Regions from separate parts of the Mus musculus genome. Here regions 1, 2, 3, 4, 5 and 7 are each linked to region 6. Evidence: chromatin contacts called from public ChIA-PET, HiChIP or PLAC-seq and promoter capture Hi-C data. All regions are on one chromosome and are shown on one strand. Each heading gives the region's core, a stretch centred on a gene start, on an enhancer-like site or on the middle of the called end of the contact. The rest is flanking DNA. Distances are from core to core; before and after follow the strand shown. Region 1 holds the start of Nolc1 (nucleolar and coiled-body phosphoprotein 1). Region 2 holds the start of Ndufb8 (NADH:ubiquinone oxidoreductase subunit B8). Region 3 holds the start of Gbf1 (golgi-specific brefeldin A-resistance factor 1). Region 4 holds the start of 4930505N22Rik (RIKEN cDNA 4930505N22 gene). Region 5 holds the start of Fbxl15 (F-box and leucine-rich repeat protein 15). Region 6 holds the start of Btrc (beta-transducin repeat containing protein). Region 7 holds the start of Pprc1 (peroxisome proliferative activated receptor, gamma, coactivator-related 1).

The links. Promoter capture Hi-C pulls out the DNA fragments that hold promoters and counts their contacts. ChIA-PET counts read pairs in DNA pulled down with a chosen protein or histone mark. HiChIP or PLAC-seq counts read pairs in DNA pulled down with a chosen protein or histone mark.
Region 1: a promoter capture Hi-C map of pre-B cells shows a contact between it and region 6, with 2.0 times the contacts expected there. The contact joins the promoter of Nolc1 here to the promoter of Btrc in region 6. A contact is called at or near these places in 1 of 39 promoter capture datasets (pre-B cells) and 1 of 115 datasets of contacts at active chromatin or transcription factors (pancreatic cancer cells).
Region 2: a contact with region 6 is called in a promoter capture Hi-C map of liver, with 3 times the contacts expected there. The contact joins the promoter of Ndufb8 here to the promoter of Btrc in region 6. A contact is called at or near these places in 5 of 39 promoter capture datasets (the 3T3-L1 cell line, liver, neutrophils and 1 more), 2 of 484 Hi-C or Micro-C datasets (CD4 T cells and CD8 T cells), 1 of 115 datasets of contacts at active chromatin or transcription factors (bone marrow-derived macrophages) and 2 of 9 other capture datasets (liver and pancreatic islet).
Region 3: a contact with region 6 is called in an RNA polymerase II ChIA-PET map of memory CD8 T cells, with 7 read pairs. The contact joins the promoter of Gbf1 here to the promoter of Btrc in region 6. A contact is called at or near these places in 1 of 484 Hi-C or Micro-C datasets (embryonic stem cells) and 1 of 115 datasets of contacts at active chromatin or transcription factors (memory CD8 T cells).
Region 4: a contact with region 6 is called in a promoter capture Hi-C map of pre-B cells, with 5 times the contacts expected there. The contact joins the promoter of 4930505N22Rik here to the promoter of Btrc in region 6. A contact is called at or near these places in 2 of 39 promoter capture datasets (liver and pre-B cells), 2 of 484 Hi-C or Micro-C datasets (both in embryonic stem cells), 5 of 115 datasets of contacts at active chromatin or transcription factors (astrocytes, embryonic stem cells, extraembryonic endoderm stem cells and 2 more) and 1 of 9 other capture datasets (liver).
Region 5: a contact with region 6 is called in a FOXA1 HiChIP or PLAC-seq map of pancreatic cancer cells. The contact joins the promoter of Fbxl15 here to the promoter of Btrc in region 6. A contact is called at or near these places in 1 of 39 promoter capture datasets (pre-B cells) and 1 of 115 datasets of contacts at active chromatin or transcription factors (pancreatic cancer cells).
Region 7: a contact with region 6 is called in a Ronin ChIA-PET map of embryonic stem cells, with 25 read pairs. The contact joins the promoter of Pprc1 here to the promoter of Btrc in region 6. A contact is called at or near these places in 1 of 39 promoter capture datasets (pre-B cells) and 4 of 115 datasets of contacts at active chromatin or transcription factors (astrocytes, embryonic stem cells, extraembryonic endoderm stem cells and 1 more).

The regions. Positions count from the first base shown.
Region 1 is chr19:46,074,228-46,077,571 of GRCm38.p6, forward strand. Nolc1 (nucleolar and coiled-body phosphoprotein 1) reads left to right here and starts at 1,620. Exons shown (of 13, transcript NM_001039353.2): 1 at 1,620-1,922. The coding sequence starts at 1,803. RefSeq lists an enhancer at 1,529-1,600 and cis regulatory regions at 1,542-1,548, 1,571-1,577.
Region 2 is chr19:44,553,613-44,556,819 of GRCm38.p6, forward strand. Ndufb8 (NADH:ubiquinone oxidoreductase subunit B8) reads right to left here and starts at 1,830. Exons shown (of 5, transcript NM_026061.3): 1 at 1,705-1,830; 2 at 1,319-1,445; 3 at 57-156. The coding sequence starts at 1,789.
Region 3 is chr19:46,151,299-46,154,417 of GRCm38.p6, forward strand. Gbf1 (golgi-specific brefeldin A-resistance factor 1) reads left to right here and starts at 1,260. Exons shown (of 40, transcript NM_178930.3): 1 at 1,260-1,494.
Region 4 is chr19:45,996,149-45,999,725 of GRCm38.p6, forward strand. 4930505N22Rik (RIKEN cDNA 4930505N22 gene) reads left to right here and starts at 1,989. Exons shown (of 2, transcript NR_152221.1): 1 at 1,989-2,571. It overlaps Armh3 (armadillo-like helical domain containing 3), which reads right to left and starts at 2,340. Exons shown (of 26, transcript NM_198296.2): 1 at 2,268-2,340.
Region 5 is chr19:46,326,663-46,330,117 of GRCm38.p6, forward strand. Fbxl15 (F-box and leucine-rich repeat protein 15) reads left to right here and starts at 1,522. Exons shown (of 4, transcript NM_133694.2): 1 at 1,522-1,864; 2 at 2,013-2,166; 3 at 2,426-2,931; 4 at 3,440-3,455. The coding sequence starts at 1,812. Psd (pleckstrin and Sec7 domain containing) reads right to left here and starts at 494. Exons shown (of 18, transcript NM_028627.2): 1 at 422-494. Cuedc2 (CUE domain containing 2) reads right to left here. Exons shown (of 9, transcript NM_001164291.1): 9 at 3,150-3,455.
Region 6 is chr19:45,362,391-45,365,990 of GRCm38.p6, forward strand. Btrc (beta-transducin repeat containing protein) reads left to right here and starts at 1,344. Exons shown (of 15, transcript NM_001037758.2): 1 at 1,344-1,496. The coding sequence starts at 1,449.
Region 7 is chr19:46,054,583-46,057,944 of GRCm38.p6, forward strand. It overlaps Pprc1 (peroxisome proliferative activated receptor, gamma, coactivator-related 1), which reads left to right and starts at 1,957. Exons shown (of 14, transcript NM_001081214.1): 1 at 1,957-2,161. The coding sequence starts at 2,009.

The DNA.
Region 1 (3,344 bases), core at 370-2,869, 710 kb after region 6:
GAAGGAGGTACAGTTGTTTGTTGGTTTTGCTTTTTTTTGTTTTTCCAGCCAGGGTTTTTCTGTATAGCCCTGGCTGTCCTGGATCTCACTCGTGAGGTCACCTGCTTCTGCTTCCCAAGTGCTGGGATGGATTAAAAGTGTGTGCCATCATGGCCTGGTTACTATGTCAAACTCCTCCCCTTCCACCTCCTTATCTCTCTCTATCCCCCCTCTCCCTCTTATCTTCTCCCTCTCTCAGACATCTGCAATTTTTGCCTCTCAACTCTGGGTTTAAAATCATTAGCCTCCGGGTGTGGTGGCTCATGCCTTTAATCCCAGCTTTCGGGTGGCAGAGGCAGGCGGATTTCTGAGTTCAAGGCCAGCCTGGTCTACAAAGTGAGCTCCAGGACAGCCAGGGCTACAGAGAAATCCTGTCTCGGAAAAACAAAACAAAACAACAACAAAAAAATCATTTGCCACCATACCTATGAGAATAAAAGTTTTCTCAACTGGGGTTAGTGTCTATTAAGTGTCATTAAAGCTCACCAGTTTGGTTTTGATCACCATCTTGGTTTGTGAATTTTTTTTTTTTTTCTTTTTTTCCGAGACAGGGTTTCTCCGTGTAGCCCTGGCTGTCCTGGAAGTCACTTTGTAGACCAGGCTGGCCTCGAACTCAGAAATCCGCCTGCCTCTGCCTCCCGAGTGCTGCGATTAAAGGTGTACGCCACCACCGCCCGGTGGTGTGTGTATTTTAAAAAAAACGATTTTGAGGCCGGGCGTGGTGGCGCAAGCCTTTAATCCCAGCACTCGGGAGGCAGACGGATTTCTAAGTTCGAGGCCAGCCTGGTCTACAAAGTTAGTTCCAGGACAGCCAGGGCTATACGGAGAAACCTTTCTGTCTTGGAAAAAAAAAAAACAAGCCAAAACAAACAAACAAACGATTGTGTATGCATAGAAGCACCTCTGGGAAATAGGATAACGGGTCCTTTTAGAAGGAGCGCCTGTTTTGAGGAAAGTAAAAGAAAGGTATTCACCGGAAGTGCATCTTTATTGCTTCCTGACCTGGACAGTAGCTGATACTGAAGTTTTCCGAATTCACTGTGACTTCTTTCTTTAGGAAGAAAGGATTTTTCTTGATCTTTTCCCTGGGATGGTCCCGTGTTCCTGTTCTCCGAATTGTAGATGGGAAGGATAACTGTCTTGTAACCTAGCTATGACTGACAGACAATGTGGGGTACCAACACCTTGTCACCACAACTTTTAGGATCCTCTGATTTGAGTCTGGGTCTGGGTGGTATCCTGAAGGACTTCACTGGGTGTGAAGGGAGGGAGGAAGCCATTGTCCGTGGGAGTTTGAGCAGTAGGTGACACCTCTAGAAGGGTTGAAAGAGCCTCGAGTTCTCCAGTGCACCCATTATTGTTAGTCCATTCAGTACTGTGAGGTCTCAGTAGCAGCCAGGGCTTGGAAATCTACAGTAGGAAGAAGCCCATTCAGCAAAGGTAATGCGCGGGAATTTGCAAGTTTTCCCGCCTCGGACAGGAGCGTGGCATCTGACGTAGAAGCTCCGCCTCCTTAGTGGGCGGCTCGTGGGCTCCGCCCCCTGCAGGATGATGACGCGTGTGGGACCGGAAGCAACTTCTAGATTTAGTCTGGGTCTCTCCTCCCGGGTGGAGGGTACGCGACCTCGTGTGCGCCACTCTTTTCCGCTGCGCGCCGCGCGCGACTTGATGACGACACTGGACCCGCCCTCGACCCGGGCTGTGCTTTGGTGTTCTTAAGTCGTGCCGCGTGCGCAACGGTAGTGACGCGTTTTACCCGGAGCATGGCGGATACCGGCTTGCGCCGCGTGGTTCCCAGCGACCTTTATCCCCTTGTGCTCAGATTTCTGCGGGATAGCCAACTCTCGGAGGTGGCCAGTAAATTTGCAAAAGCGACCGGCGCTGTGAGTCCTTGGTTTGGTCTGCGGGCCGGGGTGGGACGACTCTCCGAGCTAATCTAGGCCTTGTCGGCTTTAGAAGTTAAGGAGGCGAGGGCTGGGGTCTGTCAGTCCGTTGTCTGCCCAGCTTCTCTGCGGACCTTCCTCAGGCTGGAGGTCTCGGTGTCTCCTTCCACCATGTCTGACTAGCTAGCTCCGAGTATTACGGCTTTTACTTGGTGTGAGTTTTTGCAGCGGTGACAGGCATGGGTCCCTCGTGACCCAGGACATGTGGCGCTAGATCCCTCCGGGAGCATTGGGTTGGCGGTGCGTGGTTCTTCTGTACTTTTTGTTGGACTTACCCTTAATTGCAGTTTTACCTGAGACTCAAAGATTTTAGTAATGAAGGCTTGGATTCTATTTATACACTTGTTTGTTTTTACAAAAGAAGATGAGTGAGTGCAGGGATAAATTGCGAAGTAATGATAGCTAGGACTTCATATTGTATTTACTTATTTTTTTAAAAAGAAAAAAATGAATGAGTGTGGTGATAGGTTGCTTTCAGTATACTCTAGGAGTAGTGAGCGTCCGCCTGTGTTAAGTTGGCACTGAGCTTGGAGCTCCAGGTAGTGATGTTAGGCCAGGCTCTGCGGCTTTCTGCATGTATGATCCCAGCAGCCTTTTGTTTGAGACAAAGTTCATGTAGTCCTTGTGTAGTGGAGGATGGATATGAACTTCTGTACCTCTTGTCACAGCCTCTTCATGCTAAGTGCCTTACTGCCCTGCAGCACACTTTGTATACCATACTGGCCTTGAACTCAGCTCAGTCTCTGTCTACCAAGTGCTGGGATTAAAGGTGTATATCACCATGCTCAGCCCAATTTACAGCTTTTGAGTGAATGAGACTCACTGAGAGAAAAATGCACAAAGTAGTAACTCCATTGTAGGCACACAGGAACATGGGGTGAGTGACAGCTGTTATGTAAGAGCAAAATGTTTACTCTGCACCTTAAGAAAAGCTGTAGCGGGCTGGAGAGACGGCTCAGCAGTTACGACCACTGACTGCTCTTTTAGAGGTCCCGAGTTCAATTCTCAGCAACCAACCACATGGTGGCTCACAACCATCTGTAATGGGATCAGATGCCCATTCTTCTAGTGTGTCTGAAGACAGCAAAGATGAACTCACATAAATAAGGGGGAAAAAAAATGAAAGAAAAGCTGTAGTGTTCGTGGAAACACCTTGAAAGGCTGTAGGCCTTAGATCCTGGGACTCTTGGGTTATAGGCCACCAGATCTTTTGAGATAGGTTACTTCTTTGTAGCAAAATACAAAAAGGTGATTTTTGCCACAAAAGGAAAGATCAGGTCAGTCTCATAATAAGGGAGTTCTTTCAGCCGGGACAGCCTGACATGTGATCTGGTAATACATCCCCCAACCCCCCCCCCCAAC
Region 2 (3,207 bases), core at 580-3,079, 810 kb before region 6:
ACACCCCGAGAAAACACAAGGAAATGAGAGGAAGGGAAGGGTAATCCTTTTCTCACCGGTTCACCCCAGTTCATCCTGAGTTCTGAGTGGTCCCACTGATACCACGGATCCCTCTCATGCTGTGATCGGTTGGGGAGCATCGGGTAGTCGCCATACCTGAGAGAGACAGCGAGAACCTCTGGAAAGGGCTGTGGTAGTCCCTGACAATTCAAAGCCCTCGCCCCAAAGATCAGAAACAAATCGACATATATATAACTACATCACTTAGAATAGAAGAACTTGCCCCCAAATCAAGATGTCTTAGCACTAAGCACAGAACCAAAGAGGTCCAAAATATAGTTAGAGGTTATGTCAAATCCTGAAACAATATGGCCTTATCTTCTCTTACAAAGAAAAGTCACACAACTCAGAACTAAAGGGAATTTAGCAATCAACTACACCCATATTGGTTGGATAAAACAAAATAGGTACACATTAGAAAAGGCTTTTCTTCTCCATAGCTACTATGTTTCTTAACCACAAGTTGATGTATACCCTCATGCTTCAAACACCTCCTTGGAGGTCTCCCTTAACTTGGTTTTCCCCCCTAAAAATCCAAGGTCACCTTATACAGACTACTGCCCAGGCTGTTCTAGTCCACAACAAAGTAAAAAACAGACAATGGAAACTGGACACGTGTCAAAAAAATGATTGGAAAATAAAAAGAAAAGAAAAATGCTAACACAGGAAGTGACGATGATGTTTAACCACTATTCATAATTAACTTTGTTACAGGGGATAGATAGAGGGCCAGAAGGGACTAACACCAACTGAAGAATGAAGGCTGACATGGAGTGTAATCTGCTTAACCATCAGTGACATTTTCATATGCCTAATGGCAAAAAACAAACAAACAACCCCCTCCCCCAAAAAAGCCAGACATACACAAATATAGAGTACCCCAACCTCAGCAAGGTTCTCAGGACAGGGGTCCAGCTCCCGCCTGGTCAGCACCTGAGCCCAGCAGATGCTCAATCTAAATGAAACGCAGTGCTCTGGATGGAGCCATGGAAGAATCTCACTATTCTGGAGTCCTCGAGGGAGCTATGATAACCTCGGCTTCCTCATTTGAGCAAACAGCCTGAGCCAAGCAAAAAAAATGGAAGTCTTCTCGGCTGCAGCGGCTCAGCCACCCACTCCCACCTCCCCCAACCTAGAAAAGCACCCGCACTAATGACTCTGAGGGGTCACTACAAGGATCCGGGAGAAAACGCCTGGGTCGCACCACCCAATCCAACCGCCTTCACCGCTCCTGACCCGAGTCCTCTACCTCACTCACCCCATGCCATCATCGGGGTATGGCTCGTAGTCTTCCACTCGCATGTTATACTTCTTGGCGGCCGCGGCGCGTTCCTCTGGGGTCCTAGGATATGACCCCGGCAACATGTCCTTGGTCATATGGAAGGCTGGACGCAGAGGGATGCAGGTCAGATGGACACGGTGCTTTAGGCGCCCACCCAGAAAGGACTAAGCCGCAGTGACTGCAGAGGCTGTCGTTTCGCACCTTGCCGGACTACAGCAACCCTGTATCCCTTCTTTGGGCACACGAATCCACCGCGACCTCCCACCCCTTACCCCCAGCCAGGACACCTCCGCCACCGTCCCAAGGATGCCTCCATCCCGAAGCAGTAAACTTCAGGCACCCGCTTCCCACACCGTGCAGACCTCTCCGTGCCTCCAGTGGCACCACGCCCCGGGTTGTCCTCTGCAGCCATCGGACTCCCAGGGCCGCAGCCCGGGCGGCAGCCATCTTCACCTTCTCCGCGGTTCACTCTGCACATGCGCAAAAGCGGGTCACGGTGGCTGAGTCGGGCCAAACGGCGATCTCCGAAGCCAGCGCAGAAGTCCCGGCATCAAGCTGGGCGGGCTTTATTTAAATATGCTGTAGAGCCTGGACGGTGAGCGGCTGATGAGGTGCCAGGACAGACAGCAAGGAGAGAAAACAAAGCTACTGCTTACTTGATATTGCAAGTTACTGTATTCCTTTTCGCCTTCAACCGACTGAGGCCCTTTCGGGGCTGCGCCAGCCGAATATCTCAGACCGCTGTGCAAAGTAAAACCAGCCTTCTGTCCTCACACACAGTCCTTTTTCACATTTAGCTCTTGGTTTTGTTTGATCCTTTCTCCAAATCTCTTTCCTTATATACTCAAAGTTGTCTCAGTTCATCTAAATGTCTCAATCACCTCAACCCAACAAATACAAAAACCAAGCCGATTACTGGAGGCGGCTCGCCTGACCCAGCCCCAAACCTCCCATTTTTCAGGAAAAAAAAAAACAGATTTCAAACAGAAAGACCATAATTAACAAACTCTTAACACAGACTGGGAGACATGTTTGCATACTATTAAGTTTTCGTTTTATTTGTACAAGTAGGGTTTGGATATATTACACATTTTGAGTATGCACGTATTTCCATCAACTCTTTAGACACAATTACTGTAATAGAATCCCTTCTCAAATGTATACCAGATCGACAAACACAGGCGTGTACTATTCAACATATAGATTTGGGGAGGCCTACTGCAGTGCATTTTATCCTCTTGTAGTATCATTAGACATCATCAGAATTAATTTGACAGCATCTGCATTTAACTAATAGCAAACCCTGATCTCATGTTGCTTAAAAGCAATGTTGGTATAGGTTATTCATTTGTTTTTTTTTTATATTGTTTATATAGAACATAGCATATTCTTTTTTAAGAAGAAAATTATATGTATGGGTGTTTTGCCCACATGTGTGTTTGCACTCCACATGCATGTGGTAGTGGAGGAGACCAAAGGGCAGCAGATCCCCCTGGAACTGGAGTTTCAAAGAATCCACAGTTACCGTGGATTGTTGGCCTTCATTCAGGTGCTGGGAATTGAACGCTGGTCCTGGATCCTCTGTCCTCTGGAAGAACAGCCAGTACTCTTAACCCCCGAGACATCTCTCCAGCCCCACAGTGTACTCTTATGTGATGGTATATGCCTTTTGTAAAGTCAACACTTGAGAAATGAAGACAAAAAAAAAAAAAATCAGGAGTTAAGGCCAGCCTGGGCTACATAATGAGTCTAAGGCATATCTGGGCTATGTGAGACTGTGGCGGGGGTGGGGTGGGGGAGAAGTGTATAATGATTTTTAAGTGTATATTACAAACGTGTGTGACTATTACTTCTATCTAGATCTA
Region 3 (3,119 bases), core at 10-2,509, 790 kb after region 6:
CTCACCTGTCCGCATTTCGAAGGAAAATGGGAAATCATCATCATCATCATCATCATCTTCTTCTTCTTCTTCTTCTTCTTCTTCTTCTTCTTCTTCTTCTTCTTCTTCTTCTTCTTCTTCTTCTTCTTCTTCTTCTTCCTCTTCTTCCTCTTCTTCCTCTTCTTCTTCTTCTTCTTCTTCTTCTTCTTCTTCTTCTTCTTCTTCTTCTTCTTCTTCTTCTTCTTCTTCTTCTTCTTCTTTTTGTTAACGATGTGGACTAATGGTGTGAGATTAGGCCCTCAGACTTGATCCTCATACACCTCCACCAATCGTTCATTAAGATTTGTCCAAGGCTTAATAGGAAGGGCTGAACTGAGAGTCATATAGCCCTATGGAGTAAGGTATACCAAGTATTGAGGGAGGCTGGAGAGATGGTTTAGTGGCTAAGAGCATTATCTTAAAATAGACAAATTCTTTCTTTTTAAAAAGAAGTATTAAGTACCCCCATGCCCCTTACTCTCCGCACCGAATTGGCTGGGGTAGGTGTATGTTTTTCTCTGCTATGCATGGATCCAGCTTTCCTCGGTAGAACTCTTTCCACGTCTGGAAAATGAGGATACTCTAATTAGGTATCCAAGATTTCTGCTACCATTTTCTCTATTTCTGGATGGTAGGAATGGAGTAGAAAATGCAAAAATCAGAGTTAGGATGAGACAGGCACATATACCCAAGTGGGGCACAGAAGACAGGAGGGCGTAGGCAAGATTGCACGGGCCGGATTTAGGAACGCGTTTCAACCCCAGACCTGCCTGGAAAGAGAGCGATCCCTAAAGTAGTAAAGCCCAGGTGACTTTGGTAGGATGAAGTTGGGGGAGTAGGGTCGCCCGCTCAAGCTCTCAAAACGGACCCCGCCCCCTTTCCAGCAAATCATAGCCTTCCTGCCCAGGATGCCCAGCAGCCACTGCTAAACAGCGCACTGCAACCGAACCCTATCTGACCCCACCTCTTCAACCGCCCAGCACAATTTTTCATTGTTTATTGGCTTCTGTAACTGTCAGTCAGAGAATCCTCGTATCCGTTGGCTGTCCCCTACCTACTCTTCTTTCCCTTGTAATCTGGTCTCTTTGGGCATTGCACGCCTCCCAGAGCTAATTTCTTTCTTCGATTGGATAGTCGGAATGCCACTTTTCAGAGTGCCACGCTCTGATTGGCTGAGCGCGGCAGGACTCTCGCAGTTACCAGGCAGCGGGCTAGACTGAGGCTAGTTACCACGTCAGTGAGCTGACAGGGAAGGTAGCCGGCACCACCGAGCGTCCCGGCCCACTTACTCCAGCCTGCAGTGAGGTCTCACCCTGAAGTTAGGGTTGCCTTCCAGAAGACAGGATCCTTCCCTTCTCTCACTCGCCGCCGGCGCCGGGAGAGCGGCCGGGAGACGCCTCCGGGGCCAGGCTGGACATGAGCTGCGGCTGCCGCCGGTTCTGGGACTAGGCCCCGCCATTTTGGATCCGCTGACAGGTCAGCGAAGTCTCTTCTTAGAGTTCCAGCGTCGTGAGGGCCTCCTGACGTTGCCATCAAGAATAAGGAGGAAGGGTCCTTCGGTTGGGCGAAGCGGCCTGGGCGATGGGCTTAGTGGGAAGAAGTAAACCCAGAGGACTGATGTGAGAGGGAGTTGGGAGGTGTGCAGGGGCCAAAGGTCAGACCCTTGTCCCCGAGGGGTGTTTCAGCTCCACCTGTGACTCGGTGGATGCTAGAATCTGTTTTTGTTTTTGTTTGTTTGTTTGTTTGTTTTCCCTAGGCATAATCTGGCCTGCAGCTCTTCTTTTTCAGACCCTTCTGCACCCTAAAGTCCTCAACATCTGAAAGCAAAATTAAGGATGGTTTCAGGGTTTAGAGAGTGAATCTTTTCAGATTCTGTACATCTGTCACTTCGGGGTGACTGCGTCCTAGCACAACTGAAGCGCCCCATTAATCCTGAAAGATGAGCCAGCTCAGTTTGGATTAGGTAGTCAGAAGGCATAGAAGACTGGAGGCAGCCGCCTGAGAACCTGGCCTGTAAGATCTTGCTTTTACAGGATAGCTCAGCTGTCACCAGGGGTCTGCATGTAAACACCTTTCTTTCTTTTTGAGTCAGGTTCTTTCTGTGTAGCTCTGGTTTTTCTGGAATTCACTATGTAGACCAGGCTGGCCTTGGATTTACAAAGATCCACCTCCTTCTGCCTTAAACTCTTTAGGTGTGTGTTATGGGTAGGCATTTACCCACTGTAACTCCCTTCTTTTTAAGGATATGAGGTTTGATCCCAAGGCAGCCACTCTTTTGTGACACATTTGATTGAGAGTTAAGAGGGGTTTGAATACTGATAAGGCTTGGTCCTGGTGGTCTATTTATTTTTAGTAGGTGAAAAATCATGAAAAGGGCTGGAGGGAGACGTAGCTGGTTGAGTGTTTGCCTTGCATGTATGGAGTCCTTGAGTTCAGTCCCTAGCACTTCATAAACTGGGCATGTTGGTCCACATCTGTAATTATTCCCTACTTGGGAGATGGAAACACGAGGGTTAGCCCTGACATTCAAGGTTATCCTCAGCTACTTCTTGAGTTAGAGGCCAGCCTGGGCCAAGTGAGACACTGTCTTTAGCAAAGAGACAAGTTAGGAGAGTTGTTCTGCTCCTTGTGGTAGGGTCAGGGAAACAGAGTGAATGGTAGGGCACAACCCGAAAGAGTGTAGTTTATGGCCCAGTAGTGACCTTTGACATTGCTGTGTCATAAACTGGTGAAGTCCTTCGAAGGTAAAGAGTACGTTAGAGATGAGAGACAATGTAGTGTTTCCTGAGTGCAGAAGCTCATATCAAGAACCCTAGGTACAAGTAAGCCTTATGGAGTATATAAACGGGAAAACCTGCTCTGGGATCGCTCAGTTTACACAGAGTCTTGCAGTAGTGGGGATGGGACCCTAGGGTCCCATATGGTATAGTCAGGCAGTCTACCACCGAGCTATACCCAGAGCTAGTGCGCTCTCTCTCTCTCTCTCTCTCAGTTGTCCTGACTGGTCTAGAATTTGCTCTGTAGCCCTTGAACTTGTGATCCTTCCTGAGCTGCTGGGTTTACAGGCCTACAGTCCTAGATCTTCCTGTATATTTCTGAAA
Region 4 (3,577 bases), core at 739-3,238, 630 kb after region 6:
GATGCATGTTCCAAGTAGTTGAGATGCTGAGGCAGGAGGATCACTGTAAGTTCAAGGCTGGCCTAAGCTATACTGCAAGACCCTGTCTCGGTCACATGAATGTTCAAGACTTGTATGATGAAATATTCGCCATTCAGTAATCACAGTTAGATGAATCACCATCCTCTATGAGCTGTGTAAAACAAAGCAAAGATTTTTTTGGATATTATTTTTCTTCCTCTAACTAAACTTTTAAACTACTGTCCATAGGAATGTGTATGGGAAATTTTATTGGTTATCTTAGAAAATAGTTATGCTGTAATATTAATTTGCTACTTGATATCGGCCTTGAAGTTGGACTTGAATACTGTGAAATTAAAAAATAAAATGGGAACTGCAGGGAAAAAAAAAAAAACCCTGACTTTAAGCTAAGTGTCCGTCTCAAGTCAGTGTTCAATGAGTGCTGAAGCAACATTTACCCTCACATCCCTGAATCCATTTGTTATTTGGTCACATTTTCCTAGTTTTATGGATCCCTAAACTGTGCTGTGTGAAACCCCAAATTCTGGGTTGGTTTCTGTTATTATTTTTCCTGATTTTTTTAATGTTGTTGTGTTTTTTTAAAGATTTATTTATATGAGTATACTGTAGCTGTAGGTGTCTTCAGACACAGCAGAAGAGGGAATCGGATCCCATTCCAGATGGTTGTGAGCCACCATGTGGTCGCTGGGAATTGAACTCAGCACCTCTAGAAGAGCAGTCAGTGCTCTTAACCACTGAACCATCTCTCCAACCCCATGCTATTGTTTTTTAATATGTGTGTCTGTGTGTGGATGTGTGTTTGAGTGCAAGTACCCACAGAAGCCAGTTACAGGTACCTGTGAGCCAGGAGCTAGCTAGTGTGGGAGCTGGAAGCCATATTTGGATCTTCTGAAAAAGCAGGAAGTGCTCTTAAACCTCTGAGCCACCTCCGCATCCCAGATTCTGGGTTCTAAGTTGTTATCCAGGGTTTGTTTTCATTTTTGGTGGGTTTTGGTTTTAGTTTTTTGGGTTTTGTTTTTATTGTGTGTGTGTGTGTGTGTGTGTGTGAGCCCGCGCTAAGCTGTTCAGGCTGGCCTTGAACTCAATGTGTATTTCAGGCAGGTCTAAGTTGGAGGCCAGTTTGGTCTACAAAGAGAGTTAACAGCAAGGGCTACACAGAGAAACCCTGTCTTGGGAGGCAAAAAAATGTAAACATGACAAGGTACAATGACTGTCATAATAAGAACACATTAAAGGCTTGCTAATTCATTAAGAAAAGAATGACTTCCTTAACTATTGGAAGAGAAGTTATCAAAACCTTTCTTAGATCTGCTATCTTGAAAGCGTTTCCATGGAAACGACCATACATACAACATTCAGTCAAAAACATACCAAAGAAGATTTCAAGTCACTCTGTCCTAAATCATGGGCAGGAGATAAGCCTAGCTTGGTGAGGTACACTGAAATCACAGCATTTGGGAGGGAGAATCAGAAGGATCGCTACAAGTTCGAGGTTAGCCTGGTCTACATAGCTAGTTCTGAACCGGCCAGGGGCCCTAAGGCTACACATATGATGGCTCTAACACTAGCCATGTTTAAACACCATGCTTGCCCTATTTTCAAGGAAAATGCACTTAAGTTTAAAACTTTTTCTAGAAAGAAAAGTTGGGGAGGTTCCGATAGTCCCGCAACATTTTATTAGGACATGGCTGAAGTATATCCACTGTCCCATTAGCCAGGGACAACTTCCCCAGTGACTATCATTCTTCACCGTACGAGGGAAGGGGTGGGTTTCCTGGCTGGCACACACTCCTCGCATGAAAGCGCAGTGGGTTTATTAACTCTGCAAAAAGTGGGTGCTAAAAACGGAAGAGCGCAGGACCCGGCATCTGAACACTTCACGGGGACCGGCCACCTCCCGTCCGAGGCGCAGCTTTCCACCAGGAGCCGACCGGCTCGGGGTCAGCCCCGCGCTGGGGTCAAAGGTCAGCGCCTCGGCGTCCCCGAGGCCCCAGCGGGACCTCCGAGAGGCCGGACCCAGCCGGTAGCGGGCGATCGAAGGCAGCGAGGCGGACTCTGAGGTCCCAGGCCCGACCCTCCCACAGCAAGCGGCCCCAGCAACCGCAGCCCTCCCCTTGCTCTGTCACCCGTGTCGCCGCGGCACACTCAGGCCCCGCCCCCAGGGCCGCCTCTGCGTCCAGGCCTAGTAGGGCGGACCCGCAGAGGTCGGCCAGGTTCGAGGACCCGGCAGGGCCCGCGCCGCTTACCGAGCCCCCGGCTTCTCTAGCACCCTAGCAGCTCGCAGGCCTGCTCGCTCCCGACTCCGGCGACGCCGCCACTGCTCCGGAATCACGGGCGCGTTCCCGACCTCCCGACACTTTTCCCCCAGGCCGCCGCTCCCCGCCGGGTCCTAAAACCCTCCGCTCTTCAGGTTCTTTCACGCCCTCTTCCTGAAGCGGGTTCAGACCACGATTCCCAGCAAGCATCGCAAAAACTACAACTCCCAACAGACACCGCGAGAGAACTAGCCCTTCACCTGAAGTCACTGGCTTTAAATCGGCTCTAGTAGAGGTTTGTTGTTGTTGCTGTTTTCGTTATTTTAAATTCTGACCAGCCTACAACCCAATCTTATGGAGGTATTTTCTCATTTGGGGTCCCCTTCTCTCGGATGATTATTCCTGTATCAAGCTGACAAAAAATTATCCAGCACAGGTGAGAGCGAGGAGCTGCAGTCTAGAAGAATATACATAGCCATGCACGATGTGTCACGTCTGTTAATCCCAACCCTTGGGAACCAGAGATAGGAGGATGAGAGGTTCAAGATTAGCTCCATCTTTATAGCAAATTCAAGGGCAGCCTGTGCAACAAGAAACCTTGTCTTTTTTTTTTTTTTTTTTTTTAGGTTTTCCGAGAAAAAGTCTGTGTAGCCCTGGCTGTCCTGAAACTTGCTCTGTAGACCAAGCTGGCCTCAAACTCAGAGATCCACCGGAGAGAGACAGAGAGATACAGTCACAGAGACACACTGGAGATATGGCTTAGCAATTAAGAACACTGGCTATTTTCACAGAGGTCCCAGGTTCAATTCCCAGCACTCAGAACTGTCTGTTACTCCCATATTCCTGTAACTCCCATCTTTCTCTGGCCTCTATGGGCACCAGGCACACACAAAGTACACATAGATAAAGGCAGAGCATCCATACACATTAAAAAAAAAAAAACAAGGGGAGAGAAAGAGAAGGAAATGGAAGAGAGGGAGAAAGGGGAGGGAGGAAGGAGCCATGCCTTGAATAATCGGGGTAAATGATTTGTATTTAGTCATTAGGTGCAGTTTCCAAAGGCTCTAACTCTTGGTCAAGAGATGCAAGGGTAGCCAGGCAGCAATGCTGCATGACTTTAATCCCAGCACCCTGAAGGCAGAAGTAGGCAGATCTCTGGGAGTTCTAGACCAACCTGATCTACAGGGCAAGTCCCAGGGCAGCCAGGATTATGCAGAGAAACCTTGTCTTAAAAGCAAACAAACAAAAAGATGGGAAGAGACCTATAGCAACAAAAGGCCCCTGGAGAAAAAACTGTTTTA
Region 5 (3,455 bases), core at 272-2,771, 960 kb after region 6:
AAACCAGAAGACCCAACTATGGAAGGGACATTAAGCGAATGCAGTCATAAACACTTTGGGGTTCTGAACCTCAGACCCAGGAGTCCTGTCCTGAACCCCAACCCGGAGTGCAGAGGAAGGATAAATCAGACTCCAGGAGGAACTTCCTTACTGCCTAGGTTAATCGTCCCGCCTTTTCAGGGACGAGAGTTTAGAAGGGATGACCCCGAGACTGGGACAAGAAGCACAGGCAAACCTTGTGCCCTTGGCCAGGGTGGAAAAGGGTCTGGCTCTTTTAGGAAAACGCCACACGAGTTACTATGGTAACTATTCTCCTTTGGAAGGCCAAGACCGGCAAGTTATGACCTGGGAAGAAAGAGAGGGTCGATTCGGGTGGCCAGAGGGTGCGAGGACGTTCGAAGCGGGGGTGCGCGGGGCTCACCGCGGGGAGGGGTGGCGCGAGTTCCGCGAGGTGCTGAAGGGGACAGCGCCAGATTTGTCGTAATGCGCAAGCGCAGAGGCGCGAACAAAGGGGGGGGTGTGGAGGCGCGCGCCCGGAGGTGGTGCGCGCCCACATCAATCTTGCAGAGATCCTTCCAGGCTACCCCTTCCCCAAGTAGACTGAGACGAGGAAGCAATCCCCTCATCCACCTTCACCCTCTTGTGTCTTTCCGGTGCTAGTTGGCTTTTCTCTTTATGCTACAATTCAGTAATGAGGTAGTGTAGAAGGAATTCTGGGAAAACCAGGATTTCTGGGTTCTTTATCCTTGCTTCGTTTGATCCTGGTTAGGGAGCTTTCTCCCTAGAGCCTCGATTTGCCTGTCTTTAAAATGGACGGTCCTTCCTACCTTTGCTGATGTACCCAAACCCCTGATAAGGATGGGAAGCAGTTTTCGTTACGAAGCGGCTGAAATGTTTGCATAAGGGCACGCAATCATGTAGATAGGATGCAGCGGTCTTACAGTCTTTCGCATGCCCCACACCCACCTCAGATGTTGGAGGAAAATATTACGCCAGGGGTTCTCCAGAGAGGGACTTGGGCTTAGTATCTGGGGGTGCAGTGAAAGGGGAGCCTAGTGGTTGAGCTTTGGGAAGACAATGTCCCTACAATTAATCCAGGACCAGTCAAAGCAGTACGGCTAGTGGCCTGCACTGAGCAGGCAATTCCTCTCGGACTCTGGACCGCTGGAAAGCAGACCTGGCTGGTCCTATATAGTCCTTTGTCCTTAGGCAAAGAGCCGGACTACGCTGCCCTGAAGTGGAAAGAGATGGATGTCATGATTGTGCATTTCACAAGAAATGGCAGGTTTAAACAAGTGTGCTTGAGAGTAAAAGCCCTAGCGTCGCCCATTTAATCTAGTCTTTTGGCAGTTGCTTATTGAGCACCTAGTACATACCAGCTAGTTATAGTCTGGGCAGCCTCTCCCCCTTTTCTTTTTCCAAAGTCGCTTAAAGGCGACCAGAGGACAGAAGGAGGCACTGGGTAACCTAGGAGTCCTGGCTCCGCCCCTTCTGCCTTTGGCCTTGTCTGCTCCTCCCATCACCACTCAGAGGCGGCTACTGGCCCGCAACGGAGACCGAAAGCAGTGTTCGCTCGCCGCTACTCCAGCCTCGGGCTTCAAGCCCTGTAGCTGAGAAGACATCTAATGGTACATCACTGGTCCGTTCTGCCTCAGTTTCGGGATCCATCCGAAAAGCTTCCTGACAAGGATTCTCAGTGAGACCGCACTCGATTAAATCGGTCTGTCTCTTCCGACCAAGGAGGCGGGCTCGCCGCAGCCGCTTCAAGGCCAAAGCGAGTGGAGCTTACTGCGCACGCGCAGTAGACAGCGATGGAGCCACCAATGGAGCAGTCCGGAGGGGAGCAAGAACCAGGAGCTGTCAGGTACCGAGCACTGGAGGGGCCTAGGGAGGGAGGGCAGCCGAGTCTGGGCCGGACGCGGATCCCTCTTGCCAGCCGGGACTCTCGGGTATAACAGAAGGACTCGCACGTAACAGCGGCCCGGGGACGTCAACGCCGTTTTCCCCCTCAGGCTCCTGGACCTGCCCTGGGAAGACGTGCTGCTCCCGCACGTCCTGAACTGGGTCCCGCTGCGCCAGCTGCTCCGGCTGCAGCGCGTCAGTCGCGCCTTCCGGGCGCTCGTTCAGCTGCACTTGGCGAGGCTGCGCCGCTTCGACGCCGCTCAGGTGAGCCGGGGCCCGGAGCCACGCCCACGCCACGCCCCCGCGTGGGTACCACCGTCGCCCCGCCTCCAGGCCAGCCCCTGCTGCGCGGTAAACCCTTCCCGACCCCGGGTGAGACGTGGAGAATTCCAGAGGGCAGCGGCTCGGAGGGAGCTCGGTGTCCCTTCTGGGAGGGCAGGGGGCAAAGTCCCGAAGTTAGGCGGCTGCCAGGCAGTGGCCCGCCCCGGGGACAGACTTGAGTCTCCGTGTCTCCCGCCCGTAGGTGGGTCCACAGATTCCACGGGCGGCACTAGCCCGGCTACTGCGGGATGCTGAGGGGCTGCAGGAGCTGGCGCTGGCTCCGTGTCACGAATGGCTGTCGGACGAGGACCTGGTGCCGGTGCTGGCACGGAATCCACAGCTCCGGAGCGTAGCGCTGGCCGGCTGCGGCCAACTGAGTCGCCGAGCCCTGGGGGCGCTGGCTGAGGGCTGCCCGCGTCTGCAGCGCCTTTCCCTCGCTCACTGTGACTGGGTGGACGGGCTGGCACTGCGTGGCCTCGCTGACCGCTGCCCGGCTCTGGAGGAGCTAGACCTCACCGCCTGTCGTCAACTCAAGGACGAGGCCATCGTGTACCTGGCGCAGAGACGCGGCGCGGGCCTCCGCAGCCTCTCATTAGCAGTCAACGCCAATGTTGGGGACACTGCGGTTCAAGAGTTGGCTCGAAACTGCCCGCAGCTCGAGCACCTAGACCTCACCGGCTGCCTTCGGGTCGGAAGCGACGGTGTCAGGTGCCTGGGCATGGGGGCGGTACTGTAGGAAGTGGGCAGTCACTTTGGGGATAGGGAGGTGGGTTGTACTTGTCAAAGACCCATTAGAAAGACCTCTGGCATTTTTTAGGCTAGAAAGTGTACAATTAAAAACAAAACAAAACCAAAAACCAAAACCAAAACAACCCCCCCAAAAAAAAAACAAAAACAAAAAATAAACAGACTTGGGAGCCAAGATTGACACACTGAGAAATGTCACATAAAGTTGATTTCTGGCATTTCTGCAACAAGGTGGGTAATCTAGAAACACTGGAAGGAACTATGGATTGGTACTCTCTAAGAACCAGAAACCCCAAATGAGCCTGGAGTCTGTAATTCCTTCCTGGCCCCTTCCTTTAGGTACAGTAAAAAAGAGCAGACCCTGAGCTGGAGGGAAAGCTAGAACTTGCTGGAGCCAGCTGCGGGTTTAGAGGGCTGGCCCTCCAGACCGTGAGATTCAGCACCTAGCATCACCATACTCCTCCCTCAGGACACTGGCCGAGTAC
Region 6 (3,600 bases), core at 94-2,593:
GTACCATTCTCTCTTGGCCAATGATGTTCTCCTAATTAAAGATCTACTCCAGGTGAGGCACAGTAGTGGCTGTGGGTCATCATGTGGGTGCTGGAAATTGAACCCAGGTTCATTGCAAGAGTAGCAACTGCTCTTAACCACTGAGCCCATATACCCCAGCTTTTTATGTGGGTGCTAGAAACTTGAACTCAGGTCCTTGTCCTTTCATGGGAAGCACTCTTATCTACTGAGCCATCTCCCCAGCCCCATCTTGTCCCTCTCTTTTCTTTTGTATTTTTCAAGACAGGGTTTCTCAGTGTAGACTTTGCTGTCCTGGAACTTGCTCTGTAGACAAGACTAGCCTCAAACTCACTACATCAACCTGCCTCTGCCTTTGCCTCCTAAGTGTTGGGACTAAAAGCATGTGCCACCACACCTGGCCCATTTCTGGCTTTTTTTTTTTTTTTTTGGTTTTTTGAGACAGGGTTTCTCTGTATAGCCCTGGCTGTCCTGGAACTTACTCTGTAGACCAGGCTGGCCTTGAACTCAGAAATCCTCCTGTCTCTGCCTCCCGAGTGCTGGGATTAGAGGCGTGCGCCACCATGCCCGGCTCCCATTTCTGGCTTTTTATGGCCAAAGACACTACTTATAGATTTCACTTGCTTGATAGTCATTGAATTTCATTTATGTAACACAGGACTTTGATCTCAGGGTTAGCAATGGTAGTTCATACTTTCTGAGCGCTAAACTCAAGGTTTCCTGGAGTGAGTTCTATCTGTCCCTGGCTTGCTTGGGGAGAGAAAAGGCTCTTCTGAAAAAAAAGAGGCAATAATAGCTTAGGATGTTATCGGAATCTTGCATTGATGTTGAGGCTGCTGTTACATGCACACTTGGCTCAAGTCTCTAGGTCTCAATCTTTCTGCAGATGCCAGATGTATGAACTTTAGGAGGGTCTGGTTTTCTAAAATCACAATTAGGGAGAACCAAGGACCCTGAGTTCTCTATTTTCCTAGTATTTGGAATACAGAGGAAGCGCTAGTCGCCATCTTGCTATCAAATGCCAGGCAAGGAGCCACTGGCGTCGTTTGGTAACCACGGTGACACTCCGGCTTTGCCTTCTTAGAGACTGGAAACTACAATTCCCATCAGCCGACTTCCCCTCCGGGCTCTCGAGTGCTCTACATTTGGCTTGCACACAGCCGCGACTCTACGCAGTGACCCGTGGGAGTTGCTGTTCGCCGCGTAGCCTTGCCTTTTGCCGCTGGAGCCTCCAGAACTACAAGTCCCGTGAGGCAGCGGAGTGCGCACGCGCAGAGCCGCGGTCCTCCTCGGGCCCCCTGCCAGTGCCAGGAGGTAAAAAGAGAGGGCGGGGGAAGGAAGAGGAGGCGGGATCCGGACGCTGCGTTGGCTGCGGCCTGGCACGAAAGGGGCGGCCCCGGCGGAGAGCAGACCCAGTAGTCCGGGCGATTATGGACCCGGCAGAGGCGGTGCTGCAGGAGAAAGCGCTTAAGTTTATGGTGAGGAGATGGGTGCGGGCAGGGGACTAGTGGAGGCGGCTGCGTTGGCGTGTCGCTGAGCTTAGGCCAGGGTCACCCGCTCACCGCAGGAGGGGGCAGTGGGACTGGGGGCCAAGGCCAGTGGCGAGGCGGAGGGAGGGACTGGACCTGAGCTTGGGGGAGGGTGCAGGAGGGTACAGAGGGGACCCTGGGGTGGGGGCAGCAGCTCCGCCATCTTGTGGAAGAGAGGCCAAGTGACAGCGGGAGCTCATTCGAGGTGGGGGCTCCTGGCGGCGCGCGGGGCCCCAGAGGGAAAGGGGCGTGGGGACAGTTACTGAAGAGCGGAGGAACCCGGGTGGAGAGACGCCTGTGGACGCTGGCAGGGGCCTTCCCGGTGTCAGGGTTACGGGTAAGGCCTGGGAGAGGAGGTGCACTCAGGAGTGGGGAATAGTGGAGATAGGATAATGGCAAGACAGACACTGGGGGCAGGGGGAAACTGGGCAGGGCTGGAAACTGATGGCTGTAACGGCGAAAGTGGGAAAACCATGGCTGGGAGGCAAGTATTTTTGTAGGATGGGCTGAGAAGATAGCCTTTGCCTAAGGGCTAAGGGTGGAATCCCAGTTAGCTCTACTAATGTTGGCAAACTCTGGAAGAGGCCTCATTTAAGAAGATAAGGACTCAGACCTAGGGCTATGGTGACAGTTCCTGGGAGAGAAAGACAGTGTTGATTGTGAGCTAGAATTACAAATATCAGAAAGGAGATACGTGCTCTGTTTTGAAGGAGAGGGTCAAAATTATTTGTGGTAAGGACAAAGCGATGAAAGAAATGTAGTTACAGGTGAGTGGGGACAAGGTTAATAACCAATAAGAGAAATCAAAACAAAACTTGGGCCTTCAGTGGTGAGGTAGTAAAAAGTGGGGGAAGCCAGGTGCTGTATTGCTTTCTGTGAGAAGAAAGTCCTTGGAGAAATGAGATGTGAGGAAATTTCAGAGGAAGGATGTAGGGAGTAGAGAAAGTGAGATAAGTCGGGATTGGTGGTTGCCCGTGAGTTTTAGGTTGTAGTACAGAGTGAGTATTGCATTTTTAGGGTCTGTGTCAACCCCTTAGGCCCTGTTTCTGTAACTTTGTATGGTGGTTCTCCTTTGCTGTGCTTGTCTTTGGCAACCTTGACCAGTCTGATATTTGATGCTTTTAATCTGATGCTTTCTTGTATAGCCTAGGTGTAAACCAGCCTCTAGTTACATCTAAAGAAGGATGGATGCATAGATTTTTTTTTTAAGCTTAACAGGTGGTCTTAGGGATAATGCATTATTTTCAATCAAGTCTTGTGGTTTTTTGTTTATTTGTTTGTTTGTTTTTGTTTTTTTTCAGAAGTAATTGTAACCCATCTTTCAAATAGCATTCCTTGGTTGAATAGTTTTTTTGTGCCTTTGCCTAAAATGCCATAACAAATTTGATAAACATAGATACTAACTTAGTTGAAATTAGGTTTTAAATTGTCCCATTCATATTTATAGAAGCTGGTCAAATTTAACTTTTTATTTTGGGGACTGGAGAGGCTGCTCAGCAGTTAAGACCATTGCTGCTCTTCTAGAGGATGAAGGCTTGATTCCCAGCACCCACATGGCTACTCACAGTGGTTTAACTCCAGTCCACCCTCTTCTGGACTCCCCCCCCACCCCCCCACCATGTACACAGGTGAACAGGTGATGCACAGACATACATGCAGACAAAACATCCATACACGTAAAATAAATAAATAAATAAATAAATAAATAAATAAAGTGTATTAAAAAGATAAAATTTTAGCTGGGCTGTGGTGGCTTGGGAACAACACTTGGGAAGCAGAGGCAAGACTGATTTCTGAGTTCAAGGCCAGCCTTGTCTAGAGTACCAGCTCCAGGTAGTATGAGCTCTGGGACAGCAGAACTACATAGAGAACTTCTGTCTCTAAAAGCCAAACAACAAAAACATTACTTTGTATCCGTACCTTCAGAAACACAAGTTTGTCATTCACAAAATTCTATTGAGCCAAAAGACATTTCTTGAATTTCTGTCCTGTGTTGACCTTCTAAAATATTGAGACCCCAGGTCTGGAATTGTGGCTTGTACCTTATTCTCCA
Region 7 (3,362 bases), core at 707-3,206, 690 kb after region 6:
CTATGTATTTTGATATGTGTGTGCTTTTTATTTGTTTGGAGGCCAGAAGTAGATGTTGAATCTCTTTTAGTAGTTCTACCTTACTATTTTTTTTGTAGGTATAAATGTTTTACCTTTATGAAGTGCTTGTGAAGGACTGAAGAGGGTGGCAGATGCCCTGAAACTGGAGCTAGGGATGGTTGGGTGCAGCTAGTGTTCTCAACTGCTGAGCCATCTCTCCAGCCCCCAGTTTTGGACTATTTCAAATAATTTGGGTTCTTTTTTTTTTTTTTTCCAGGGCTGGAGATATGGCTCAGCAGTTAAGAGCTCTGACTGCTCTTCCAGAGGTTTTGAGTTCAACTCCCAGCAACCACATAGTGGCTCACAACCATCTGTAATGGGATCCAATGCCCTCTTCTGGTGTGTCTGAAGACAGTGGCAGTATATTCACATACATAAAATAAATAAATCTTAAAAAAATTTTTTTTGACCTATAGGTTTATTGACTTTGTGTTTATGGGTTTGCAAGGGTGGGTGCACACGTGTGGATGCCCAAAGGCATCTTTAGAGAGTCAGTTTTCAACCCTTGCACCACATCTTTTTTTTTTTTTATAAGATTTATTATTTATTTGTTATATGTAAGTACACTGTAGCTGTCTTCAGACACCTCGGAAGAGGGCATCAGATATTATAGATGGTTGTGAGCCACCATGTGTTTCCTGGGATTTGAACTCAGGACCTTTGGAAGAGCAGTCAGTGTTCTTAACTGCTGAGCCATCTCTCCAGCCCCGCACCACATCTTCTAATGGACTTTGGGAATGTAATTCAGGCTTGGTGGCAAAGTTCCTTTAGCTGCTGAGCTATCTCATTGGCAATCAAATGTATCAAATATATGTGTATGCCATGCATACGTAAATAACCCTCCCCCCACCCCCAAAGAAAATCTGATCTAAAGATCACCTGGAGCTGGAGTTATTGGTGTTCGTGAGCTACCTGACAAGGGATGCTAGATACTCTGAGAGAACAAGTAATCGCAATTACTGAGCATTCTCTCTAACCCCCTCCAATAATCTAAGGTTTCGTAATAATAAGTGTTGCTTTAAAAAACTGAAAATATGACGAATGAATGAACATTAGAAATAGGAATGAAGTGTAAAAATACAGAAAAGGATCGTGGTTGGCTGGGATAATCAGAAAAGCTTTCCTACATTAAATATGACTTGAAGGCTATTTTGAGGTTAGAAGTTCCATGCAGAGAAACAAAGGGAAGGAGAACACTTTTTGTTTGGTTGTTTGGCTTGGTTTGTTTTTCAAGACAGGGTTTCTCTGTGTAGCTCTGGCTGTCCTGGAACTCTCTCTGCAGACCAGGCTGTCCTGGAACTCAGAGATCTGCCGCCTCTGCCTCCCAAGTGCTGGGATTAAAGGAGTGCGCCGCCACTGTTCGGTGAAGAACACTTGAAGGATGGCAAGGAATTCTGGAGTAAAGAAGTTTGATAGAGAGAAACCAACCTAGTTTTCTGAGTAACTGTAGCGAAAGAATGGAAGATGCGGTATTTTTATAGAAACATTTGCACTAGTGCTGCAGTATGAGATTAGCTGAGGGTTAGTGTCTAGACTGGGAGTATCCACTTGGGGGTGCTGCTTGAAAACAGCGGTCGACTTGAAGTAAGGTGGAAGGAAAGTACAGGAGGAAGAACATCAAACAAAGAGGTCTAACATCTGGGCAATTTAACAAAAAATAAAGTGATATTTTCCTTACTACTGCGTACTCAGCAGCTTGGTCAAAAGTGAGCCCTACAATACGCATACAGCACTACCCGCTAATCTTCCTTCATAGACTACAATTCCCAGAAATCCTCGAGGGAGGTCAGGGCCTTTATCTTTTTCCAGGTTGCAAAGTGGTTCGCTGCATGGTCTTCTGGGATTCGTAGTCTTGCAGTGTCCTTCGGGAGATGTAGTTCCTTTCCCACAATCGGCTGGGCGAGGCGGCGCCGGCGATCAGAGCAGCGCTGGGTGTTCAGGGGCCAAGATGGCGGCGCGCCGGGGACGGAGAGACCGAGTCGCGCCGCCTCCGACTGGGGGCCCGGGTCCTGACCCTGGCGGTGGAGTGCGTGGCGGCAGTTGGGCGAGTCGAAGCCAAGCGCCGTATGGGACCGGGGGCTCCGTGAGCGCCGCGGAGCAGGTGAGAGGGTGGCCGGCGGCCCGCGGCTGGCAGCAAAGCGGCGTGTGCCGGGCGGTGACACGTGGACGCCACAGGAAAGGGAGGAAGCACTTGCGTGCCGATGCTGCGGGAGTTGGGTAGGGCTGAAAAGACCGAAGTTGTCTGCGGAGGGTATGGCAGCAGAGCCAGGGACCCTGCGGCGATTCCTGGGCACGCCAGAGGGACAGTGTCGGGCGTCAGAAAGGTGGCCCTAGATGGGGCGTCAGGGACTCGGGATTGGAGTTGAAGGCTAAGACTTCTTCCTAAGGATGCCGGAGGAGCTTCACCAGCTTGGCGCCGTAGTTCCTTTTTCGGAGCACGTGGGGTGTGGGGGGGACGATTTCCCGGGAGAACTTGTCTGCCTCCCCCTCCCCCTAGGCGGCGCGGGCGCCCACGTGGGTAGGGCTCGCCGGCGGGGGCGGGGGGAGCTCGGGGCGCGGGTCCACGTGGGGGCGGGGAAGGGATGTCCACGTGGCTCCTGTCCCAGGCTGTCGGGCATCTAGTATCCGCGCCGGAGTTGCACTGCCGGGAACTGGGTGTGTCTCAGCCGCTCCCGCCATCTCTAAAGCCTGTGCTGGGACCTCTGGTCTGGAGGGAGGTAGGGACTGCTGGAGGCAACTTTGCTCAGAGCCTTAGGAGTTTTTTCTCTCTCGCCTGCGTCTACAACGCCTTCTGTCGGTAGATGGTGGACTTTCCAGATGTTCTCAAAGTCGGCTTCCTAGAAATGTCAGGGTGTGAGGCGAGGATTAGAGGATTTGAGACTAAAGGGCTGTGGAGAAAGGAGTTCGTGGAGGCTTCTGTCTGACCGTCTTGGAGTGAGTTGTGTGTCATAGACATTGGCGGTTTGGTTGCCTGCAGTCCTTCATATGTGTGGTTCAAGGGTCATGGGAGTGTCAACTAACCTGTGACTAGTTTAATTTTTCCCCTCATTTTGTTTCTAGCATCTTTTTTGGGGAGGAGATAGTTAAGGCGTGCTTGGGTGAATTCTCAGCTACAGCTTCGGGAATTGTGTCTGTGTGAGGCTTTTTGGAGTTTTTCATGGAGATAGGAAAAAGTGAGAGGTGGTTTGAGAACTATTGAATATATGTAGTTGAACATTTAATGGGTCAGGAAAAATGTTTTGTGCTGGGCTTCCGAAAATGCTCAAATCAGGTTTGCAGTGAAGTGAGCAGGAATTAGTTGT